Linked DNA regions of Arachis hypogaea: region 1 is linked to region 2. A link is a contact called in public Hi-C data. All regions are on one chromosome and are shown on one strand. Each heading gives the region's core, a stretch centred on a gene start, on an enhancer-like site or on the middle of the called end of the contact. The rest is flanking DNA. Distances are from core to core; before and after follow the strand shown.

Region 1 (4,728 bases), core at 183-2,682, 70 kb before region 2:
CCGCCAGGCCTCATCCGCATTCTGGCCGACGAGGACTCCTCGTCAGACGAGGATGCAGATGAGGCCGAAGAAGCGTCGCTAGCTAAAGGCGACAAAATCATGAATTCTTGAAGCATTTTCTCCAAATTCTTCTCCCTCAACCTGGCCTTCACCACTCTGAGAAGATCCTCCGGGGGTCCACCGCCATCAATGTAGGCCATCAGGTCCCCGGCGGAGAGAGTGGCGATGGCGGCCGCAACCGTCTCGTCACAACAACCAAGAGTAGAGGGCGAAATCTCCCCAATGAAGGTGCCATCACTATCAACAATGGCAACAGAAGTTTGATCCGCCAGAGACTTGGAAATCGCCGGTAACGCCGAGGATGCAGGGGAGTAGTAGTCAATGGCAAGAACATCGGTGGAAATGATGCCGAGGGAGTCAATAGAGAGTGCAGGGAGAGGGGTGAAGAGGCCAATGGAGCCAAGTAGGAATCTAATCACATCTTCTTGCGTTATCCAGCAGAATTCACGCCCATTGTGGCTTGTTGACAATGATTTCTGAATCTGAATCTGTTTTCTTCTTGAGATTCCACTCTTTCTTGTTGCTGCTATAATCGGCACCACAAGATTCTGTGCTCCTTGGAGAATCAGATCAATTGCTTCCAGTAAACTATATTTACCCCAAAAAAAAAAAGTTAATAAATTTCAAGTTTTAGCAAGAAAAAATAAAGCATCAGATTCAGGTTGTTCAAGATTTTACTAATTAGTAAAAAGGATCAATAGTAAACAAGCCTCAGTAATTAAAATCTAAATTCACTTTATCTACTATGAGTTAAAATTTCAGATTCAGAAAATTGAAGGAAAAATATGATGTCTAACATTTGGAGCAGAGAGAAAGGTAGTTACGTGGAAGAAGGTTCTAGATGCACGACGATCCGAGGCGGAGCTTGAGTGAGAATAACAGAAAGAGGAGCTTTGAGAGCTTGAGAGGGAGACAAGAGGTTGTCTTCCCTGGAAAGGAAGCAAACAACATCAACCATGCACACTTTGCCAACGCATCTACAGCACTCACCTCCTTCTTCTTCTCCTTCTTCTTCCTTCTTGCTGCGATGATCGCAGGTCCAGACACTGATGAAGTTGTCTTCCGAGTTGTTCAGAGCAGCCAAGGCGTGTGCGATGGTGGAGGAAGCAGAGAGGGACCTCAACGGTGGTTTCCCAAGGCAGAGGTCGGATACCTCGCGTTCCTGCAGAAAGCTCACTGCCATGCAAATGAACAGATTCCGAGGGGGTTCCGGTGGTGGTGGCGGTGTAAGGCGGTGCTTGTGGTGGTTGGAAATGGTGTGTTCTGTGAGACAAAGGTGTTGGTATTTATAGGAGGAAGGACAAGTTCAAGTTCACAACTTGGAAAATGGAAGGGAGGTGAATAAACGCGCTATCAATACTTTCACTTTGACATCATTATTTCAATTTTTTTTTTATAATTAAGCTAAGAATTTAGTTTATTTATTTTGGTTTTTTAATGTATTTCTTAACCTGGTCTATCAACGATGCTGATCGAAATTCTGTTTAAGGGTTTAATTAAGTATATCCCTCTTGTATTAATTAAGTATCAAAATTTATTAAAGGCTAATATAAATCAAGAAAATAATTTAATAGCATTAAAATTATCAAAAGCAAAATTAATTTATAAAATCTCTCTTAATCTTAAAAATGTTAGTAATACTAGAAAAACATTTCATATGGTTGAAAAAAAAAAGTTATACTAAGCAAAAAGATATAATTGGTAAGAAAATCAATGTTACCGAATTTTTTTAAATGGACAATAAATTATGAAAGAAATTTTAAAATTTAGTAACCTAATTATTGGTATTTTGTTCTTCTTTTCTTTGTTATTTTAACTTAATTATTTTTGTCAACGACGACATCTAACATTTTTAATGCAAAATTTATTGTTGAATTATCAATTATAATAGCAATCTATAAAAGAATTAAGTTGGAACAGTGAAATTTAAATAAGAGTCTAATTATTTTTAAATCAAAGTTATAAGTCTAATACATGATAAATTTTATAAATTCAATAAGGATTAATAACCACTTATTTATTACTTTATTGAATATCATTGTTTTAGATTATATTTTTCCTCTATGAAGATATTGAAAATTATTTCCATTATTTTATATCGCTTCATTAATTAAAGGGCATTTAATAGTATTTTGAGAAAATTACAATCTTCTCGTTTGTAAGATGGCCCAATCAACCATGTTTAAAGAATATTAAACTTATCTATTAAAATTAATTATTATTATAAAATATATATTAAAATATAAAATATATATTAAAAATAAATTATATTATATATATTTTAGATGAGTGTTAGGGGATTAGCAACTTTTATGTTTTGTAATCATTAATTGGCCATCAATAGTATTTTTAATGGTGTGAGATTACATTCAATGATAGGAGATCACTCACTTTTCTTTTGATGATTAAGTGCTGACCACAAAACACATAAATTACTGCCCTCCTAGACTTTTCCTATATTTTATACACAAATATATAATAATAACTAATTTTTTATGTGCAATAATATTTTTGTATCTAAATAGTACTTTTTTTATTTATAAAATGTATACTCTTATCTATGGCAAAATTAAAATAATATATATTTTAGTCTATTTTACCAAAATACCGATCAATTATCTTTATAATTATAATTATATATATAAATATATGAATTAGTGATAATTATTTGGTTGATTTAAATAATAATATAAAATATATTTTTTATTAGTTAAATAATTTTATTTATTTTTAATGATAAAATATAAAATATTTAACTTGTTTAAAAAATATTTAATTAAAAAATTTTCTATTTTATAATTAATAATAAACTATTAAAAATAAATAAATTTATTATATTAATAATTATGAAATATATAAAAAAATTTAATTAAATTTTTTAAAAAGTTATAAAGTTTTATATTATGTGATAAAAATATTAAAATTAAATAAAATTTATATAATAGTAATAATAATAAATATATTTTATATTATTATTATTATTATTATTATTATTATTATTTAAATCAACCAAATAATTATCATTAATTTATATGTATAATTATAAATATTATTGATGAATATTAGTGAAATAAACTAAAGTGTATATATATTTTATAAATAAAAGAAATAAAAGTGTCATCTAAATATATTTCTCTAATATTATCCTTATTATTATACTACCCTTAGCTTTATATTTCTAAACACAATGTAACATACATCACTAGTTATAGGCAGAAAAGATGTGGACATATCTTTTTTCTTACATTAAAATAGGTGAAGATTATTATACTACGCAAATTAAAGTTTTAAGCTTGCTCGCTTCTCTCAATTGTCATTCTAACACTTCACTTCAATTGCTAGATTTATATATAAGGACATTTCAGAAAATTTTCAGTGAAGGAAACAACAAAATTAAATGATACTCCTATATGAAATAAGAAATCAAACTGATTCCATTATTGTTTGTAATTTTCAAGCTATATATATCTACAACAAATAGCAGATATTATACTGGCCGTTCTAGACTAACTCAAATTAAATTTATGGATTTAATATATATATAATTTAACAGAGTTGTTGATAGATAGCTAGCTGTTAATCTTTTATTTTTGTAGGTTAGTGATGAATGAATTGAACAAAGAAGACTAGCGCGTAGAAAATGAAGCTTAGCGGATATTATTAGCGTACTAAAGAATCTGAAGACTATTTTCTACTTTTTTTCAAAATTATATATTGACCAAAATCACTATCCACTTGCACCAAGGAAAAAGGGAAATTCTCTTTTTCTTCCTACCAATTACGACGACGATCTCCTTCACGTTCACCATTTCTTCTGATGATGAAAAGGTTTTCCAGCTACACGTGCTTAAAATAGAAAAACACGTACCTGGCTTCTTATCAACTAGTACATATGGAATTTTTTTAATCTGTCGTTGATGCAACTTATATATATATGTACACCTGATTTAGCTAACAAGTGCCCTTTTTCTAACAACACTTGTCAAGTGCTAAAACTTAAAAAGTATTACATGTGGATAAGGTTTATATTAAAAAGAAAAACCTTAAAATTTTAAAATATTAACTATTTATTGTATATAAAATATATATAAGTTAAAAAATTATTATAGAAATTATTTGAAACAAATTTTGTATAAAAAAATAACATTAAAAGTGTGATTAAATAATTTATTTTTTCAACTCTCACTTAATTTGAGACATACATATTTAGCATCTACACACATTTTCGCTTGCAAAAGTTGCGAAAATCTGCAAGAGAAAATGTTAAATAAATTTATGTGCATTTTATTTGCATCATCGGCGAAAATAGAAACTCAAAATTTTTTTATATTTTCGCTGGTATAGTTATAAAAAAACAAGTCTATGACTGCGAAAATATATACAAATTAATAGTTTTTTGTATCTTGATATAAATTGATAAATAAAGAATTTTTTTAAATAGAAAAGCCAAAAAAAAAAAAACTAAATGAGTTTGATTTTTACATAGTAATTTTCAAAATAATTAACCGCTCATATATACTTCTAATAAAATATTAAACGGAATTGAAATTAAGAATGCCACTTTTTGATATAAACAACAATAACTAAGATGGTGTTTGTTTATAGGAATAAAAGTATAAAGTTATGTTTAAAAGATGAGATATGAATAGAGACATTGTATTTGAAATA
Region 2 (4,724 bases), core at 2,100-4,599:
TACCGATATAAAATCATTACAAGACACAAGGCAGATATAGCAGCGCTTTATTAGAGTTGGTTTTAAAAACAGCCGCCATCTGCAGTTTAGCGGCAATTTTTAAAAATAATTTAAACAATATATATTTATATATAAATACGTAATAATTAATTTAATGACTGATTTTTAGTATGTACATAATATTTTTGTTAATATATATTTCAATTTTTGTTAATATATATTTCAATTTTTGTATTGAACATTAAAAAAAAAACCCTAAAAAATATCAAAACATCTATAAAAACTATTCAATCTTTTTTGTTGACTAGAAACTAAATAAAAGGAAATAAACCAAAGGAATACAAGCCTACCTCAACTTCTATAACACTATATTCTCATTAGAGATGGCAATAAGTTGGTAGTGGCAGATTTTTACACTACTTAACTTCACCAAATCATACTTTATTCGGTATAGAATCCACTCTATTATTATCCACGAGACCATGAGTAATAAAAAACTATATTTTAACTCGTTTCATTCTTAATTCTCATGCATAACATAGCTCGAAGAATGCTCAGTCCTGGAACCTAGAGATCAAACTACTTACCAATTCCTTTGATAGGTTATTAGCACACTACACATGCATGCTTCGATATGAGTAATTAAACATACACTTTGTCCTTTTACCATTGTACACTTACTCTATGTAATATTAATATGAAACTAGTGTGCTGCTTAGAAAGTATAAAAGAATGGCTACTTTAAGGAAAGAAAGCAAGAACGTGAATGCAAGTTGTCTTAATTTCACACTTAAATAATATATTGAGCCCAATGCAAGTAAAAGCAACGTTTACTTTAGAGTTTGAAATTACTTACTAAAATGAATTATTTTAATTTAAACGTGAAACATGTTGCAATAATAATTTAACTGGCATGCACTCCTTTTTAATAATTTACTAATTTTATACTCTCTCGTCCATTAGTTCAAGGTTTTGGTTAAAAAATTACAATAATATTATGTTAATTTGTTAATTGGACAAAAATTTGTAAATGAAAAATATTGAAAATGAACACTTATTTGAGAATACAATCAAAGAGTATATATTAGTATAATTTGGACAAAAGGATTAGGCTAAGACCATTCATTAAAAGAATAAAAAAATTATAATATATGTTTAAGGATTTAATTTTTATATAACATTTAATTATGTATTATATCTCAATAAAAATAATTACTTTTTAAATTCATTACTTAAAAATTTGTGTAAATCTATAAATCTAATTGAATTTAATGATGACCGTGATATAATACCTAAGAACATTCTATTAAAATTTTATGAGTAAATATCCAAAATCGTCCCTGAAAGATACCCCGATCTCCATTTTGGTCCTCGAAAGATAAAGTTAATCAAAATCATCCATTCGAAAGATAAAGTTAATCGAAATCGTCCCCGAAAGATACACGATTTGTCACATTAATTCTTCCGTCAGTTAGATAATGACATGTCACGTTAAGTGCCACGTGGCATATGATGACGTGGAGGGCTAATGCCACGTGTCACAAGATGATTAGTTGACGTGTCAAATCAGTGACATCTGACATGCCACGTGTCAGGTCAGTGACACGTGGCATGCCATGTGACACTTGACATGTAGAAAAGTTATTTATAATCAAAATAGTCCTTCAAAGTTCAGACGTAAGTCATTTTCATCCTTGAAATTTTAAAAATTAATCAAATTAGTCCTTATATAAGTTTTTTTTCTTAATAATATTAAATTTAAAATATTTTTTGATACTACTAATTTTAATAGAAATGTAATTGACAATAAAAAAAATTAGTAATTGTATCTTTTCTTCTTAAAAAATTTTTCAATAAAATTATCTCTCTTCTTTAATTATTCTCAAAATCTCTCTTATTCTTTTCTATTCTAAAATCTTTTTTTTACATTATTATTACATTTTGCTGGAAAAAAAAAAATATATATATATATATATATATATATATATATATATATATATATATATATATATATATATATATATATATATACTCAAAATTGAAATGAATGTATTTGTTAACCTAAATAAAGTTATATGCTTAAAATCAAAATTTATGTATGTTAACTTAAACAAAGTTATACCACTATTTTTTTTTACTACATATTTTTTTCCATTACGGTATTATTTACATATAGGATGTAATGGTAGTGATATTAAAAGAAAAATTATATAATCTATCTCAAACATATGAAACACACAAAAATTTATTATGATAATTGCATGTAATAGCTTAAGAAGCAATTCGTTTAGCATATATAATAATAATAATAATAATAATAATAATAATAATAATAATAATAATAATAATAATAATAATAATTAAGCAACAAATTTTTAATATTTTGTAAAGTTTGAAATTGAAGCAAAATTTGTGGATCTTCTTGAATTTTGACTTTCAATATTTTGACTTTTGAGTATATATATATTCTAGCAAAATGTAATAGTAATGTAAAAAAAGTTTTAGAATAGAAAAGAATAATAGAGATTTTGAGAAGAATTAAGGGAGAGTAATTTTATTGAAAAAATTTTTAAGAAGAAAAGATACAATTACTAATTTTTTAATTGTCAATTAAATTTCTATTAAAATTAGTAGTATCAAAAAATATTTTAAATTTAATATTATCAAGAAAAAATAAAAAAAAAACTTATATAAGGACTAATTTGATTAATTTTTAAAATTTCAGGGATGAAAATGACTTATGGGGTATCTTTCAAGGACTATTTTGATTATAAATAACTTTTTTACATGTCAAATGCCACGTGGCATGCCAGGTGTCAGTGATCTGACATGTCAACCAATTATCTTTTGACACGTGGCATTAGCCATCCACGTCATCGTATGCCACGTGGCACTTAACGTGACACGTCATCATCCAACTAACGGAAGGACTAACGTGATCAATCGTGTATCTTTCAGAGACGATTTTGATTATTTTTATCTCTCGAAGACCAAAATAGAGATTGGGTATCTTTCAGGGACGATTTTGACTATTTACTCAAAATTTTATTTATAAATGTCGTTAAGGAGTGGAAATAGATCATTTCTATTTTTTTAATATTTAAGAGAATGAAGTATAATCTCTCACGTTTAATTTTATAAATAAGATAAAAATAAATAAAAAATAATAAAAGATAAAATTAAATACTAGACAGTATTAAATTTTTTTGTCTACCGGAGAGAGGATCCACTCTATTAAAGAGCGCCTCAAATAAGTGAAGAAAAGTGTGGCAGAATGCAAATGCATGCACCTCGTGTTTCCATTTTGGACTTTTAGACACCAATGTAAGCCCTTTTCCATGGGCTGGACTCCAAAATAATAATTACTGGAGTTTCCAAAGGACACAAGAAAAACGACGTTTTGACCCAAAATATGAGTATAAGCTTGAGTCTTGACCTCCTCCGCCCACCAAGAAAAGAAAAATAATATATATATATATATATATATATATATATATATATATATATATATATATAAAAGCCTTCCAAAGAAAATATAAGGTGAAAAAATTTTCCCAGCCAAAAAAATTGAAAAAAATAGAATAATTTATTACTTTTTCAAATTACTCGCTTCACAAAATAAGTTTTTTCTTTTTTACTTTTGAAATTCATTAAAAATTTGAAAAGGAAAAAAATTATTTTTTAATAAATTTAAAAAGTAAAAGAGATAACTATTTTAAAAATGAGAGTAATATTATAAGCTATGCTAATAGCAACACAAATGAAGAAAGGAAGGCATTTAGAAGTTAGTACGTATTTATTAAGAATTTAATTTTAATGTATTAATATTTTAAATTGTCATTCAATCACATCTATTTTTTTAGATGATCATTTATATAATCAATATAAAAAATAATTATTTTTTATAACGTGACAATACGTAATTAGATGTATGTGTAAAACTGTTTTATACTAAAAATATATTAAAATTAAATTAATTTGTTAATTGGTCTACGAGGCATACATTTGTTAATTTTATGGAAAATTTTCAGTGAGAGTCTCTTATAAATTTTACTCTTAATAAGCCAGTCTTACAATGTAGTTAATTAATCTGAGTTTAATCTATAATTTACTATATTTTAAGTACTTAGTCTGACTTGGTTTGAATTTTGTTAAGAATGCTTCCTAATTTTTAATTTAAAAGAATTATTTTTATCTTTTTAAGAAAAGCAGCTGCAAATATGCGATATACCAAATTTAATATCTATATACTATATGCTATGTGCTTGGGTTTTCTTTTTGTGTAAATGCAGCATAGTAAATTAGTAATATGTTCATTATTTTTTGTCATACATAACAAGTTGATAACATACAACAACAATAAAACTCGGGCCTCAATAATACGCGTAGATATAATTTACATAGCCTTATGCAAAATACATTTGGGCTCTATATTTCCAATGGAGTCCATTTTATGATTGGGTTCGAAATTTGATTGGGCCAATAGTAGATGAGAACCCTTGACATTAAGTGTGAGAGTGCGTGCAGCCAAGGCCTTGGATCAATAGCAGCATCATCTGTGTCGCTCGGAGCTGCACCCAGGTTTGAATCCTCAATGAAAAATATAGAACTCATGTTAATAGTAGTAGTGTGTGTGCGAGTAAATGTGTTGTGTAACCTAAATTGGGTTGTCCAATCCATCAAAAAAAAAAGCGAGAGTGGGTGAATGTTGTAATATTATGTTG

The links. Hi-C and Micro-C count contacts between places; a contact is called where the count stands out from the background.
Region 1: a contact with region 2 is called in a Hi-C map of an unstated tissue, with 5 times the contacts expected there. The contact joins the promoter of LOC112707389 here to the enhancer-like site in region 2. A contact is called at or near these places in 5 of 8 Hi-C or Micro-C datasets (leaf and an unstated tissue).

The regions. Positions count from the first base shown.
Region 1 is chr8:39,278,365-39,283,092 of arahy.Tifrunner.gnm2.J5K5, reverse strand. It overlaps LOC112707389 (CBS domain-containing protein CBSX5), which reads right to left and starts at 1,432. Exons shown (of 2, transcript XM_025759103.3): 1 at 885-1,432; 2 at 1-648. The coding sequence starts at 1,243.
Region 2 is chr8:39,210,081-39,214,804 of arahy.Tifrunner.gnm2.J5K5, reverse strand. No RefSeq gene overlaps it. Among protein-coding and RNA genes, the nearest start is that of LOC112708436, 4.7 kb to the right of the region's middle. Within about 2 kb of position 3,349, at least 1 of the 3 cell types and tissues checked has open chromatin away from gene starts, as enhancers often do.